Linked DNA regions of Sus scrofa: region 1 is linked to region 2. A link is a contact called in public Hi-C data. All regions are on one chromosome and are shown on one strand. The core of a region is the stretch at or near the end of the contact, and the rest is flanking DNA. Distances in the headings are between cores, read along the strand shown. Region 1 has its middle 28 kb from the start of KPNA1. Region 2 holds the start of PARP9 (poly [ADP-ribose] polymerase 9).

What was found. A called contact is a pair of places that touch in the nucleus more often than the background predicts.
Region 1: a contact with region 2 is called in a Hi-C map of skeletal muscle, with 5 times the contacts expected there. The contact joins the enhancer-like site here to the promoter of PARP9 in region 2. A contact is called at or near these places in 1 of 5 promoter capture datasets (liver), 5 of 47 Hi-C or Micro-C datasets (adipocytes, liver and skeletal muscle) and 1 of 2 datasets of contacts at active chromatin or transcription factors (alveolar macrophages).

The regions. Positions count from the first base shown.
Region 1 is chr13:138,014,167-138,020,914 of Sscrofa11.1, reverse strand. No RefSeq gene overlaps it. Among named protein-coding and RNA genes, the nearest start is that of KPNA1, 28 kb to the left of the region's middle. Within about 2 kb of position 2,389, at least 76 of the 83 cell types and tissues checked have an H3K27ac peak or open chromatin away from gene starts, as enhancers often do. A contact at or near this core is called in alveolar macrophages, liver and skeletal muscle, where this site is marked.
Region 2 is chr13:137,955,773-137,962,393 of Sscrofa11.1, reverse strand. PARP9 (poly [ADP-ribose] polymerase 9) reads right to left here and starts at 1,407. Exons shown (of 11, transcript XM_021070264.1): 1 at 892-1,407. It overlaps DTX3L (E3 ubiquitin-protein ligase DTX3L), which reads left to right and starts at 1,013. Exons shown (of 6, transcript XM_021070271.1): 1 at 1,013-1,239; 2 at 3,861-4,072; 3 at 5,984-6,621. The coding sequence starts at 1,056.

The DNA.
Region 1 (6,748 bases), core at 1,140-3,639, 58 kb before region 2:
AAATTATGAAAACTACTAAAGTTGAACACAGAGCTGAGCCTCCTGATAACCAAAGCATAAAGGAAACAGAACGGCCTACAAATACAAATGATCTAATAAACGCAGTCATTTAAAAAAAAAAAAAAGAAAGAAAGAAAGAAAGAAAAAAGTCCTATCAGGAAGGTCTTAAAACGAATTTGTCACTAAAGTTCTATTTTATAAGGATCAATAAATAAATCAGAAACAGTATCCTGGACAGCAATGAAGTGGTTTTTTTCGTACTGCCTTTTCTTATGTCCCAATCCTAGATAAAAGTCAAGGTACAAAATATTCATAGCTTTGTGAAGAAACTTCTATGAGGATCTAAACTAAGAGAATGCAAGTATACTGACTTCAAGTGAAACGTTTTGTTTCCTTACTTGACTGTAAACTCAAGGCTTACGTTGTCTGATTCCATTTGAATTTCCTTTGCTATTTGGTACATTTCAGTTTCTGCTCAGTTTTAATAACTGATAAAATGTCATATAGTCAATATTTACAGTCACTATTTGTTAGCCTTCCCTGCTACACTATAAATTCCATGAGGAAAGGAAGAGTGTCTATATCCCCTGTCAGGGCACAGGAACACTCCAAGTATTAGCTGAATGAATGGACCGAATAAAGAAAACACAACCAAGAAGTAAGAAACAAGAGGAGAAATAATTCCTAAAATGGCAGGGATTCTGGTTCTAACGCTAGTCCTAGTTTAACAAGAGCTGGATGACCTTCAGTAAGTTACTTCTCTGACTTTCAAAGCTTTTAATCTGTAGAATAGGAAAAAAAAAAAATCTACTTCAGAGTTACTGTAAGCATTAAATGTTTTAATATACGAGAAGCTTTTAGCACAATACCTGGAAAGGAGCGCAACAAATGTTAATTCCTTTACTTTCTCTCATGTTCTCGACCTTAAAATTCTGTATTACACATAAAACAGCCCTCCAAGAATAAATGATTTCAGTGAAAGTATAACAGAGTTCATTCTCACTTTCCTTTGAAAAGTTAAAATTTCGTCTTTTCAATCTTTAAAATGGAGGGGGAATTACTTTCAAAATACTACAAGTACAAGAAGAAAAAGTTAGGAAAAAAAGAATGTCAAAAATAAGCCTTGAAGCAACAAGGTGGCGGGGAGGGAATCACTTACTCATCCACTGCTAAGAAACAGGGGGTTTCACTATTTATTAAAGGAAAAAAGGATTGATAAAGTTAGAAATGTTATTTAGCATTGTTTTAGAAAAAATTTCAAACTGTTCATTCTAAATATAAACTTTAAAAATCAAGTACTTTGACGTCGTCCACTTAAAAGTGGAACATTAAATACTTCCATTCAAACCTAAAACATTCCTTCTCGACGACTTCCCGGACTCCAATCACCCTTCGGTTTTCTCCTCCCATTTAGAGCTTAATCTAATACTTCGCCGCTTTCCTAGCATCACCACTGACACACGCTGTGTGCAGACGAAGTTCTGTCATTCCTATAATTACCACACCCCTGTCAGCCGCTTCAGGCCCATGTTGTTATGACATCTGTAAACTGCAGCCGTCCGTCTCCGCCCCCGCCCCCCCTCCACCTCCCTCTGAACCACCCGCTCCGGCTCGGGCTGTTAACTTACAAATTCCTAAGACGGTCCCTTGCTACCTCGGTTAGGATTTTTACACGCTCCCCCCCACCACCACCACCCTGGCTCTTTCCTACCTCAGTCATGGCACTCGGCGAGGCCCACCCCCGCCCCCCGCCCGGCTCCCGCTTGTTCGCTAGCGCCAGGCCGAGGCGCTGGCTCCGCACTCCCTCCTCTCCGCCCCGCTGCCTCGGCGCCCCGCAGTACCCGGCGCCCCTTCCAGCCCCGCCGCCGCCCTGCCCCGCCTCGCCTCGACCGGCGTTCCCGAGGGCGAACGCACCAGCACTCCCCACCCCCACCCTCCCCTCCGCCGGCCGCGCGGCCGCTAGGATCGCCGGGCCCGTGACGCACAGACGCGCCGTGAGCGCCCAGGCCCAGGAACCCCAGCTTGAGCACGGCCGGCGCCAGCCCTCGCCGCGGGGCCTCTCCCGGGTCCAGCCGAGGATTGCCGGATCCGCCGGCGGGAGGGGGAGGGGCCGGGGCCGCCGCCGCCGGGGCCTCGCACTCACCAGGCTCAAGGCGACCGATCCCAGTGCCACTGCTGGGGTGAGCCGCTGGGGTGAGCCGCTGGCTCTCGCTCGCCCGCCCGCCGTGCCTCTCCCGCACACAACCTACAAGAGCCTGCTCGTCCCTCGGCGGTGCACAGCAGGCCTCACTCCCCGCCGCCGCCGCCGCCGCCGCCGCGCACCCAGCACAGCGAGACCCAGCTCTGCCGGCGTTCGCAGTGCGCCTGTGCGCGGGGGCGGGCCTGCGCGCCTGCGCGCCCCCATCCACCGCCCTGCTGTAAAGGCTGCCGGGAAATGTAGTCTTCCCACGGTCTTTCTCTGGAAGCATTAGCTGTTAGCCCGGAACTAGTGGGCAGTCTCGGGTCGGGAGAAGGTCTGGTTGAAGAGGTTCGCAGTTAATTCCAAAGGTTGGATAGTCATGCCGGCGTGACAATGAAAAGGTACTATTCAGGTTGAATTGCAAAGTTATGTCTACAAACCTGTCTTCGAAGCTCTTCCAGGACGGATCGATCCTTGCTCACCTCTTTGGTAGTTGTTACCTAATACACGTTTATTGAATGAATAATGGAATGAATGAGGGTGAGGGATTATTGGGTTATTACAAAAATGTTAGAAGTCAGCGCCTCGTGTCTAAGGCATTCACAGGCAGCGCGTTTGAGGAAGCTTCTCTGTATTTCCTTTTTCATTTCTCTCCCATCACCTTTGCCTGATGATGTATTAGTATCAAAAAGTCATTAAGTTTACTGAGATACACATACTTGCTTTACTCTCAATAAACGCTCTCAAACGAATATTTGCGACAAATAATTGTTACTGATAAATTTGATTGTATTCTTTTTAGGGAATTCTTTTTAAGTAGTGTCTTCAAAAGAAGAAAGACAAGCCAGCCAAGCAGTGGTCACGGAATAGAAAGTCTCACACATGACATGGTTTAGCAAATCAATATAAAACACCCACGGAGAAGTAAAGTGAAAGAGATGGGGTAAAACTATGACGAAAGTGTGGGAGAGAGGACATTACCTGAATCCTGGGCTATGCAATGTTCGTTTGTCCTGGATCTCTCTCTGCTGTGTCAGTATTCCCTCCCCACCAAGGTGTATTTTCTAGGAGTTGAGTGTGAGCAAGGATGCTGGGGAGAGGGAATGTGTTCTAAGAGATTTAGAGGCAAGGATGCCTGACCACAGCTAAGCTGAGGACAGATCACTTTATTCCAACCAGAAGCTAATATTATTCAGAACTGGACTTCAGTATTGTGAAAACTAGTTTCTTTCCAGTTCACCCTTACTCCTAGTTAGAGTGTCCCTGGAAGGTCCCAACCAAAAGTCTGGGGTATTTACTAGGGCTTCTCGTCTTTAACCCAGCCATCTCAACCCTGTAAGACAACCAAAAGCTGTACTGTTTTTCAGCTACTGCTTTCAGAATTAGCAATTACCACAGGTAGAAAAGTAACAGCAAACATCAGGTTCATCTCTCTTGGCTTCCCTTTTCTTCCAGATCTTGGACCCACAGATTGTCACTGCTGTCTGTGGTAGCTCTTCAACGCCTTAATGTTTTTTATATATTGTCCATTTGTTCTTAGTGGTAGGAGGATTTGTTCAAGACAACAACTGCACGCCACTGCTGAAGCAGAATTCCTATATATATGTCACTTTTACAAAAATGTTATCATACCATACATGATGTTTCATTAGCTAATGTCTTTTTGTATTTAAATTTTTTTAATTTAAATTATAGAATAATTTTTATATTACAAACAATACTCTTATGAACATTTCCGTATCTTTGTGTGTCCAAGGAAACTGCTAGATCCTAAGACATTGCATCTTTAACTTTACTAGATGAGGTAGGTGAAACCCTAAGATGACCCCCATGATCTTTGGGGAGAGGGCAACACCTGTTGGTGTTGCTCTATATAATCCCTACCCCTTAAGTGTGAGTGAAACTGTTGACTTCTGGCCAACAGAATATGGCAAAGATGATTACATTTCATGATATAAGTCTCTTTCTTAGCAGACCGAAACTAGACAGTCTCCTGCTGGCCTTGAAGAAGTAATTTTTCTTTTTTTTTTTTTTTTTTTTGCCTTTTCTAGGGCTGCTCCTGCGGCATATGGAGGTTCCCAGGCTAGGGGTCTAATTGGAGCTGTAGCCACTAGCCTACACCACAGCCACAGAAACACGGGATCTGAGTCGAGTCTGCGATGTACACCACAGCTCATGGCAACACCGAATCCTTAACCCACTGAGCAACCCCCAACCTCACGGTTCCTAGTCGGATTCACTAACCACTGCGCCATGACAGGAACTCCCGAAGAAGTGAGTTTTCATGCTGAGAACTGCCTATGGAGAGGGCCATGTGGCAGGAAACTTCAGATGGTTTCTAGAACCTATGTGCAACATCCAGCTGACAGCCAGTAAGAAGCCAGAGCCGTTTTTCCTACAATCACAAGGAAATGAATTCTGCTAACAACCTGAGAGAGCATGAAAGTGGATTCTTCCCCAATCAAGTCTCCAGATAAAAAGGCAACCAGACTTACACCTTGATTGCAGCTTTGTGAGACCCTGAGCAGAGGAACTAGCTCTACTGTATCTGTACTCCTGGCCCAAAGAAACTATGAGATAATAAATGTGTATTCAGCCACTAGGTTTCCAGTAATTTGTTACCAGAAACCAACATACTAGATATCTATGGATTATTTCCCAAAGTGGTTGTGCCAGTTTACACTCCACGAGCAGTATATGAATCTCTTTTCTAAACATCCTCGCTAACATTGGGAATGTCTGACTTTTTTATTTTTGCCAAACAGATGGGTGTGAACATATTTAATAATTATACACATTTTAACATAAAATGAAAAATAAGTATATACTTATTTCTGTTGTATTTTTTTCTGTTGCATAAATGCTATTATTTAAACTAGCAATAGGACTTGTTAAAAGTGGCAACTAATTGCCAAATGATCCAGCAATCTCACTATTAGGCATCTGTCTGGACCAAACTATGATTCAGAAAGACATACTCCTATGTTACAATAGCCAAGACATGGAAACAACCTAAATGTCCATCAACAGATGAATGGACAAATATGTGGTACATATACACAATGGAACACCACTCACCCTTTAAAAAAATGAAATGTCATTTGCAGCAACATGGGTGGACCTAGAGATTATCATACCAAGTGAAGTAAGTCAGAAAGAGAAAGACAAATGACATATGACATCACTTATATGTAGAATCTAAAATATGGCACAAATGGGAGTTCCTGTCATGGCACAGGAGAACAAATCTGACTAGTATCCATGAGAACGCAGGTTGGATCCCTGGCCTCCTTCAGTGAGTTGAGGATCCGGCGTTGCTTCAAGCTGTGCTGTGGGTCGCAGATGCAGCTCAGATCCCTCATTGTTGTGACTGTGGCTGTGGCGTAGGCCGGCAGCTACAACTGCAATTTGACTCCTAGCCTGGGAATCTCCATATGCTGTGGGTGTGGCCCTAAAAAGACAAAAAAATAAAATATGATACAAATGAACTATGAAACAGAACCAGACTCACAGACATAGAAAACAAACAAATGGTTGCCAAGGGGAAGGGGGAATGGGGGAGGGATGGACTGAGAGTTTGGGATTAGCAGATGCAAACTATTATATCTAAGTGGATAAACAACAATGTCCAACTGTATTAACACAGGGAACTATATTCAATCTCCTGTAACAGACCATAACGGAAAAGAATATGAAAAAGAATACTTATGTACGTAACTGAATCATTGCTGTACAGCAGAAATTAACAACATTGTAAATCAACTATATTTCAATAAAATAAATGCTTTTAGAAGCTGGCCTCACTCATTGGGTGGGGCATCAGGCATTGCCTTGATGAGCTGTGGTGTGGGTTGCTCAGATCCCACCTTGCTGTGGCTGTGGTATAGGCTGGCATCTGCTGCTCTGATTCAACCCCTAGCCTGGGAACTTCCATATGCCATAGGTGTCACCCTAAAAAGCAAAAAATAAATAAATAAAAATTTTTAAAAAACCATGTTTTTGTCCCATGATACACTGGGATATTTTTATTGTTTATTTCCTTATTCATCAGTATTTCTCTAAACTGCCTGGAGCCTTTAGGATATCTTTTACATAACAGTAAAACTGAACACAGTCAAATATAAAATTAATTTTGACTTGTAGCTCTGTTCCTCTACTTGCGGTTCTCTGATTTATATTGTTGGTACAAATGACATCAAGTTAAATATTCCTTCAACAAAAGTGAGTGTAGAATATCTAGGATTTTATGTTATTTTATTTTATTTTTTTTTTTTGTCTTTTTTTTGCTATTTCTTGGGCCGCTCCCGCGGCATATGTTGGTTCCCAGGCTAGGGGTTGAACCGAAGCTGCAGCCACCGGTCTACGCCAGAGCCACAGCAACGCTGGGTCCGAACCGCGTCTGCAACCTACACCACAGCTCACAGCAATGCCGGATCCTTAACCCACTGAGCAAGGGTAGGGACCGAACCCGCAACCTCATGCTTCCTAGTTGGATTTGTTAACCACTGCACCACGACGGGAACTCCTATCTAGGATTTTAATTACTAGCGCAGCAGGTTTTTAAACTTA
Region 2 (6,621 bases), core at 158-2,657:
GGCTCAGCAGAAACAAACCTGACTAGCATCCATGAGGATGTGGGTTTGATCCCTGACCTTGCTCAATGGGTTAAGGATCTCGAATTGCCCTAAGCTGTGGTGTAGGTTGCAGAGGCCTGTGGCTACAGTTCCAATTCCACCCCTAGTTTGGGAACCTCCATATGCTTCGAGGGTGGCCCTAAAAAGACAAAGTAAGTAAAATAAAAAATTTTTAAATTAACACGTAGGTCTCATTCCAGACAGCGCTGCTCTAGCCCCTTCCTCTGTCACCTCCCTCACCCATTTCATCTCCTCCAAGGCCTCTGTACTCCTCAGTGCTTTAGATACTGTGGTCCCTGCATCTCAGAGGCTCCCCCTCCCTCCCTCTTTTAAGAGTCTGTTTCCTCTGGAGGCCTTCAAAAGATTTTGCTTTTTTGGTATCAATTCACCTCCCTTTACAGCTGGTGAGGTCAGGTGCCTAGGCTCTCACCTTTATTCCCAGGCACACAGGCCAGCATGCAGTTCAGTACTGCATGTTGGCCAAATCAAGAAATGAAGGCAGAAAAGCCTTAAGAGTCTGTCTAAAGCATAGAGTTAGAGGGAGGTAACTGCACGCAGGTGAACATATTCAATTTTTTTTAAAAAGTAGGTAAGTTTCACCTGAATTCAGAATGTGAATTACAATTTCAGCTGCAAATTAACAGTAACAACAAGAACAGTTAAAAGGAATCACGAACTTAGGAGAAACTTTCTTTGACTTGAGTATCTGCCTAGTCTCCATCCTCACCAGGGGAGGCCTGGCCCTGGGAGCCCGCCTCTCGCCCGCCGGCTCGTCCTCAGAGCCCCCTGGAGAAGACCGCGGAGCTTCCGGCGCCCACTGCCTCGGGAAACAGGGGACAGGGACCTACTCACCTGGCAGTCCGCGGCGAGGAGGACAAGGAGGAGAGGAAGGGGAGGCGGCTCTGCCTGGAACCGCTCTGGATCTCGAGGAAAGCGAAACTGAAACTTTGCGCTCCTGGGTGGCGGGGCGGTGCGCACCCCTGCCCCGGCCCGGATGCGAAGCGAGCCCCGGCGCCATGGCTTCGAACGGCTGCCCGCCGTCACCGCTGCTCGTGCGGGTGTCCCAGCCCGGCACCCGCCTACAAAGGAAGCTGGAAAAGTACTTCCAGAGCCGGGAGTCAGGCGGTGGGGAATGCACCGTCCAGGCCCTGGACCGCAACAACCCAGACACCTTCCGGGTGCAGTTCCTGCAAAGGGCAGGTGAGCGGCTGGCGAGGGCTGGGGGGGCAACTGCCATCCTTGGGGCGTGGGTGCGTGCAGACCCAGTTCAGAGGAGCCAGGAGAGAGTGAGGGAGAAGGTCTAGGAACGTCTGGTGGGGAACAGGAACCGCGGCTCCTGCTGGCACGAGGCGCAGAGCCACAGCAAAGGACAGAGCCCGGAGGAGCCCAATCTGTGATCGGTCGGACCGCGCCTTAAAGTTGACGCTTTCCAGAATCCTCCTCCGAACTCATAAATCTCAGCTTTCAGAAGAACACCCTTGCCACCCCCAGACACCTGTCAGCCCTTGTCATTTAGGTGTTCCAGTTTTATGGGTTTTTTTTTTTCAGTAAAATTTAACAGCTTGTATTTATTAAAATAAGCCCATTGATGAATATTAATTTCATCCTATTTATTAAGAGTAACTAGTCAATGTCCTGTGATAAACCATAGTGGAAAAGAATATGAAAAATAAAGTATACATGTATAACTGAATCACTTCGCTGTAGAGCAGAAATTAGCACATTGTAAATGACCTATACTTCAAAAAAATAATTTTTTTTTTTTTAAGTCATGCCAGACTTTCTGGAGAAAATAACTTTTGTTTTAAAAGAACTAGAATTGATTTGATCATTCACTATTAGGTTATTTTTGGTAGATACCGGTTGCCTTCCATCCTTGGAAGTACATGGTCTCATACAATGAAATTTTGTCAAATGTGAAACATCTATTTACAAGTAGGCATCAAAGCACTTATATGGGAGTTCCCTTGTGGCCCATCTGGTTAAGGATCCAGGGTTAACTCTGCAGCGGTTCAGACTGCTGCTTTGGCTCAGGTTTGATTCCTGGCCCTGAGAATTTCCACATGCCATGGACACGGCCCCCCAAAATTTTTATATGACCTGGTGTCAGCTCGATGTAGTCCCAGCTGTTTGCCTTTTTAGATGCTCTGATAGCACCTTGCATGAAAGGTTCATTAGAGACTTCTGCAGCAATATTCTAGTAGCAGAACACAGCTATCCTTCTAGTTAGGTGGCAAAACTGCTTTGAATTAGCTGCTGAACCAGGACTGTGAAGCCTAGGGCCTATACTGGGCTCACTAGATTCTTATACCCCTTTGTAAGAACAGGAGTGCCTATGTTACATTTGAAACTGATCAACGCATTTTGAAAACCACTCATTTCACCAATAAAGCAATCTTAAGACCAATATCCATTATTCTAATTAAGGCAACTGTGTTAATAGGAGAGAAATGCAGGTGACACTTGTAGTCTTTTTTTAAGAGTATGAACTTCAGTCATCCTTTTAGTGTTAACTAGTCACCCTAGGTTTATACTTATGATTAGTGTACTTTATTTATTTTTTTTGGAAGGCTGTAAAATAATTTTATTTTGGTTTTGGTTTTGTTTTAAATGGTTTTTATTTTTTCCATTATAGCTGGTTTACAGAGTTCTGTCAATTTTCTACTGTACAGCAAAGTGATCCAATCACACATACATATATGCATTCTTTTTCTCATGTTATCCTCCATCATAAATGACTAGATATAGTTCCCAATGCTAATACAGCAGGATCTCATTGCTTATCCATTCCAAAGGCAATAGTTGGCGTCTATTAACTCCAGATTCCCAGTCCCTCCCACTCCTTCCCCCTCCCCCTTGGCAACCACAAGTCTGTTCTCCATGTCCATGAGTTTTTTTTTCTGTGGAAAGGGTCATTTGTGCTGTATATTAGATCCCAGATATAAGTGATATCATATAGTATTTGTCTTTCTGACTTACTTCACTTAGTATGAGAGTCTCTAGTTCCATCCATGTTGCTGCAAATGGTATTATTTAGTTCTTATGGCTGAGTAGTATTCCATTGTGTAAATATACCACATCTTCTTAAAACATTCATCTGCAGATGGACATTTGTTTCCATGTCTTGGCTATTGTGAATAGTGCTGCAATGAACATGCGGGTGCATGTGTCTTTTTCAAGGAATGTTTTATCTGGATATATGCCCAAGCGTGGGATTGCTGGGTCATGTGGTAGTTCTATATTTAGTTTTCTGAGGTACCTCCATACTGTTTTCCATGGTGGTTGGAGCACAGTTTTATGTTTTAAATAATTATTTGATAGATTAGTTCTTGAGAATGGCAAAAGTTATTTATGCTCACTACTGAAAAAGGAGAAAAGAATAAAGAAAACCATGTGGAGAAAAACAGTGTGGACATTTGGGGCATAATTCCTCCCAGCCCTTTTCTCTGAACGTCAGTAAACACACACATATAGTTACAAAACTGAGTCTACACTTTTGATTCCTGCTTTTTGTCACTTAGAGCAGGTGTTATTCCATATCATGAAATGGGAGACTGGAGGCAGTTTCAGGAATATGACTTTTAATGAGTGGATGATATTCCATTATCATTATGCTTTCCTTTCTATAGTAAAACTTAAGCTGTCTACTTTGGTGTCTTGAATAGCTTGCTTGCCCTATCACCAATCCACCATTCCAGGATGCAGGGAACTGCCCTCACTGGGAGGGTACTGGGGCAAGGTACGGATGCCTAAGTAGGAGGATTCCTTGAAATCACTCCCATTTCTATGTGTATTGTGTATATTTAATGTCTCCACTGAAGGTAAAGAGGGAGTATTGAAAAAAGAAAAGCACCAAATTGTGGTTGACAGCAAAACAGTGACTATTTTCCTGGAATCCAATGAAACTGCAATAGAGAAGAATACAAGACCTAGGATATCGTCTTTGACACAGTCAAAAAAAGGGGCGAGGGATGGTGAAAAGCAACCGAATGAGAAGCACATTCCTAATGCTTCAGATTCCTCCATCCAGAAGGTGAGTATTGAAGAGAGCTACCCTGCAACTTGCTCTCTAGTCCAAGGACCATTTGCTGAGACGTTACTTTGAGCCTGGCACTGTTCTAGGCACTGGGACACAGAGGTAGACACAACAGACAGATCCCTGCTGGGAATGGAGAGGTATGTAGAAAAACAATAAGCAAGTAAACAAAATAATAAAACCATTTAGGAGAGAGATCTATGCTAAGAAGAAAATAGAATGGGGTTTTTGCCTTAGTGCGTGACAGGGCCAGGCAAGGAAGGAGTTTGTGTTGTTTCTGACCAGAAGTCTCTGAGGAGGTGACATTTGCCCTGAGACTTGAATGATGAGCAGAAGCCAGCCATACAGAGTCAGTCAAGAAATGAGTATCAGCTGCCTACTGTGTGCCAGGTGCTGTCACAGGAGCTGGGACACAGCCAGGAACATAGCAGACCTTGCCCTCAGGGACCTTACGTTCTAGTGAGGGCACCAAACAACAACAGTAGGCAAATAGATGGGAATAACATATCTGCCAGTGATAAAGGCTAGGAAGAAGAATAAAGCAGGGGAAATGATAGGACCATTAAAGCAGGATACATGACAGAACCACTATCTTAAATAGGATATCAGGAAAAACCTCTCAAATGAGGTGACATCTGAGTAGAGATACAAATGAAGGGTGGATTCCTAGGGGAAGAAAGTTCTAAGCAGAGGGGAAAAAATAAGTGCAAAGCTTACCTCCTTGCCCAGACAGAAGCTTACATCCTGAGCCCCAGGAGATTCAAAGAGGGAGGCCAGTTGCCTGGAAGGGAGAGAGCAGGAGAGAGGGTTAAAGAGGAACTCAGAGATGGGGTCTTTGAGGGATGAAGGTCAGGACTTTGGATTTGAACTGAAATGTTAGATTCCTCAGATGGTTTTGAGCCAGGGGATCAGAGTGAGCTGATTGACATTTCTGAAGGATCACTCTGGCTGCTGCATGGAGAACTGAGTGTAGGAAGAAGGCTCAGGTGGAAGGTTAGCGCCCAGGTATAAGGGGCTGCAGTGAGCCAGGTGCAAGGTGATAATGGCTTGGATTCTGAATGATCCTGGTGGATGTGTGAGGAATGGCTGGATTCAGGAAGCATTTTGAAGGAAGATGTAGAGGATGAATGTTATGTGTGGAGAAAATGGCATGTGCGAAGACCTTGAGGAGGAACAAAACTTTAGAAATCTTGCTTTATATTACATTCAATTTGCCTTTTTTTTTTTTTTTTTTTTTTTTTTTTTTTTTTTTGCCTAACCTGTGTATTTGCCGTATTTTGAACTTCTAAAGGTCAAAGTTTAGCCTAGCAATATTTCATGCAGTTAGGTGGTTAAAAAAAAAAAAAAAAAGAAAAGAAAAAAAGAAAAGAGAGAGGAAGGTAGAAAAAAACAGTAACAGGAAAAAATGAAAAAACATCCTCCTCATACTGATGACTCTGTTCCAGGCTCACACTCTTTAGTGAGAAATAACAGCAGTTTACCCAGAAAGCCAGAGTGCCTTCTTTTCACCCAATTTCCCAAGGTCAAACAGATAGTGGCAGCTCGAGAATCCAGGTGTCTTGTCCAGGGAACTTTAAAAAATACTGCTCAGAATCTATGGAGATGTGGCTGGGCCTTGGCGTTTTCTTCCCTGACCATACGATTCTGATGTACACCTAGGGCTGGGCTCCTCTGGGTACGTTGCAAAAAGGATTTGAAAGAAGTCATATGGGATGGAAATCCTGTGAAATTAGATTGTTATGATCATTATACAACTACAGATGTGATAAATTCATTTGAGTAATAAAAAAAAAGAAAAAAAGAAAGAAGTTATAGTGGTTGTTTCTCTACTCTCTAGATATGCTCCTGCGAGGAGAACGTAGGCCTGGATGTCTAAGAGAGTTCACTTGTTCCCTTTCAAAATTTCAGATCTTTCTTACTGTCACAGCTGAACTGAACTGCCGCCTGTTTTCTAAAGAGCAGAGGGACTGCATCACCACTCTCTGCCCCAATGTCCAACGATGGGAGGGTGCTGATGGAATTAAGACGGTGTTTGGTGACTTCAAAGATATTGAAAAAATACATAGCTTCTTGAATGAGCAGCTCCTGGGAAGGGGGCAGACACATGAATTGTCCCCCATGACAACAGAGAGGGAGCCGTTCCATCAAGAGGACAGGAACAGCTATGTTTTTCCCTCTGAATCAAAAACCAAGTCAGAAGCAAAAAGCAATGGTTTTGAAGTTCCCTTGGCTTTCTTTGAATACTTCACATATACCTCTCCGGATATAATACCCTCAATACAGAAAACATTTGGTATAAGAATAAACGCTCAGGAGAGTTCTCAGGGTATGGTCTATTTAGACTTCACTGCAAGACAATCAAGTGATCTCGAAGCAGCTCTCGGGATTTTTGCCAGTGAATTTCAGAAGACCGTAGAGACTCTGAGCAAGGACAGTGTTGCTTTAGCAGACAGTATGCAGGCAAATAAAATCAAACAGGAATTAAGTGACCAGTTTAAAAAGCTCCTCATAAAGGCAAAAGGCAGAGAATTAACTCTCCTTGGGAC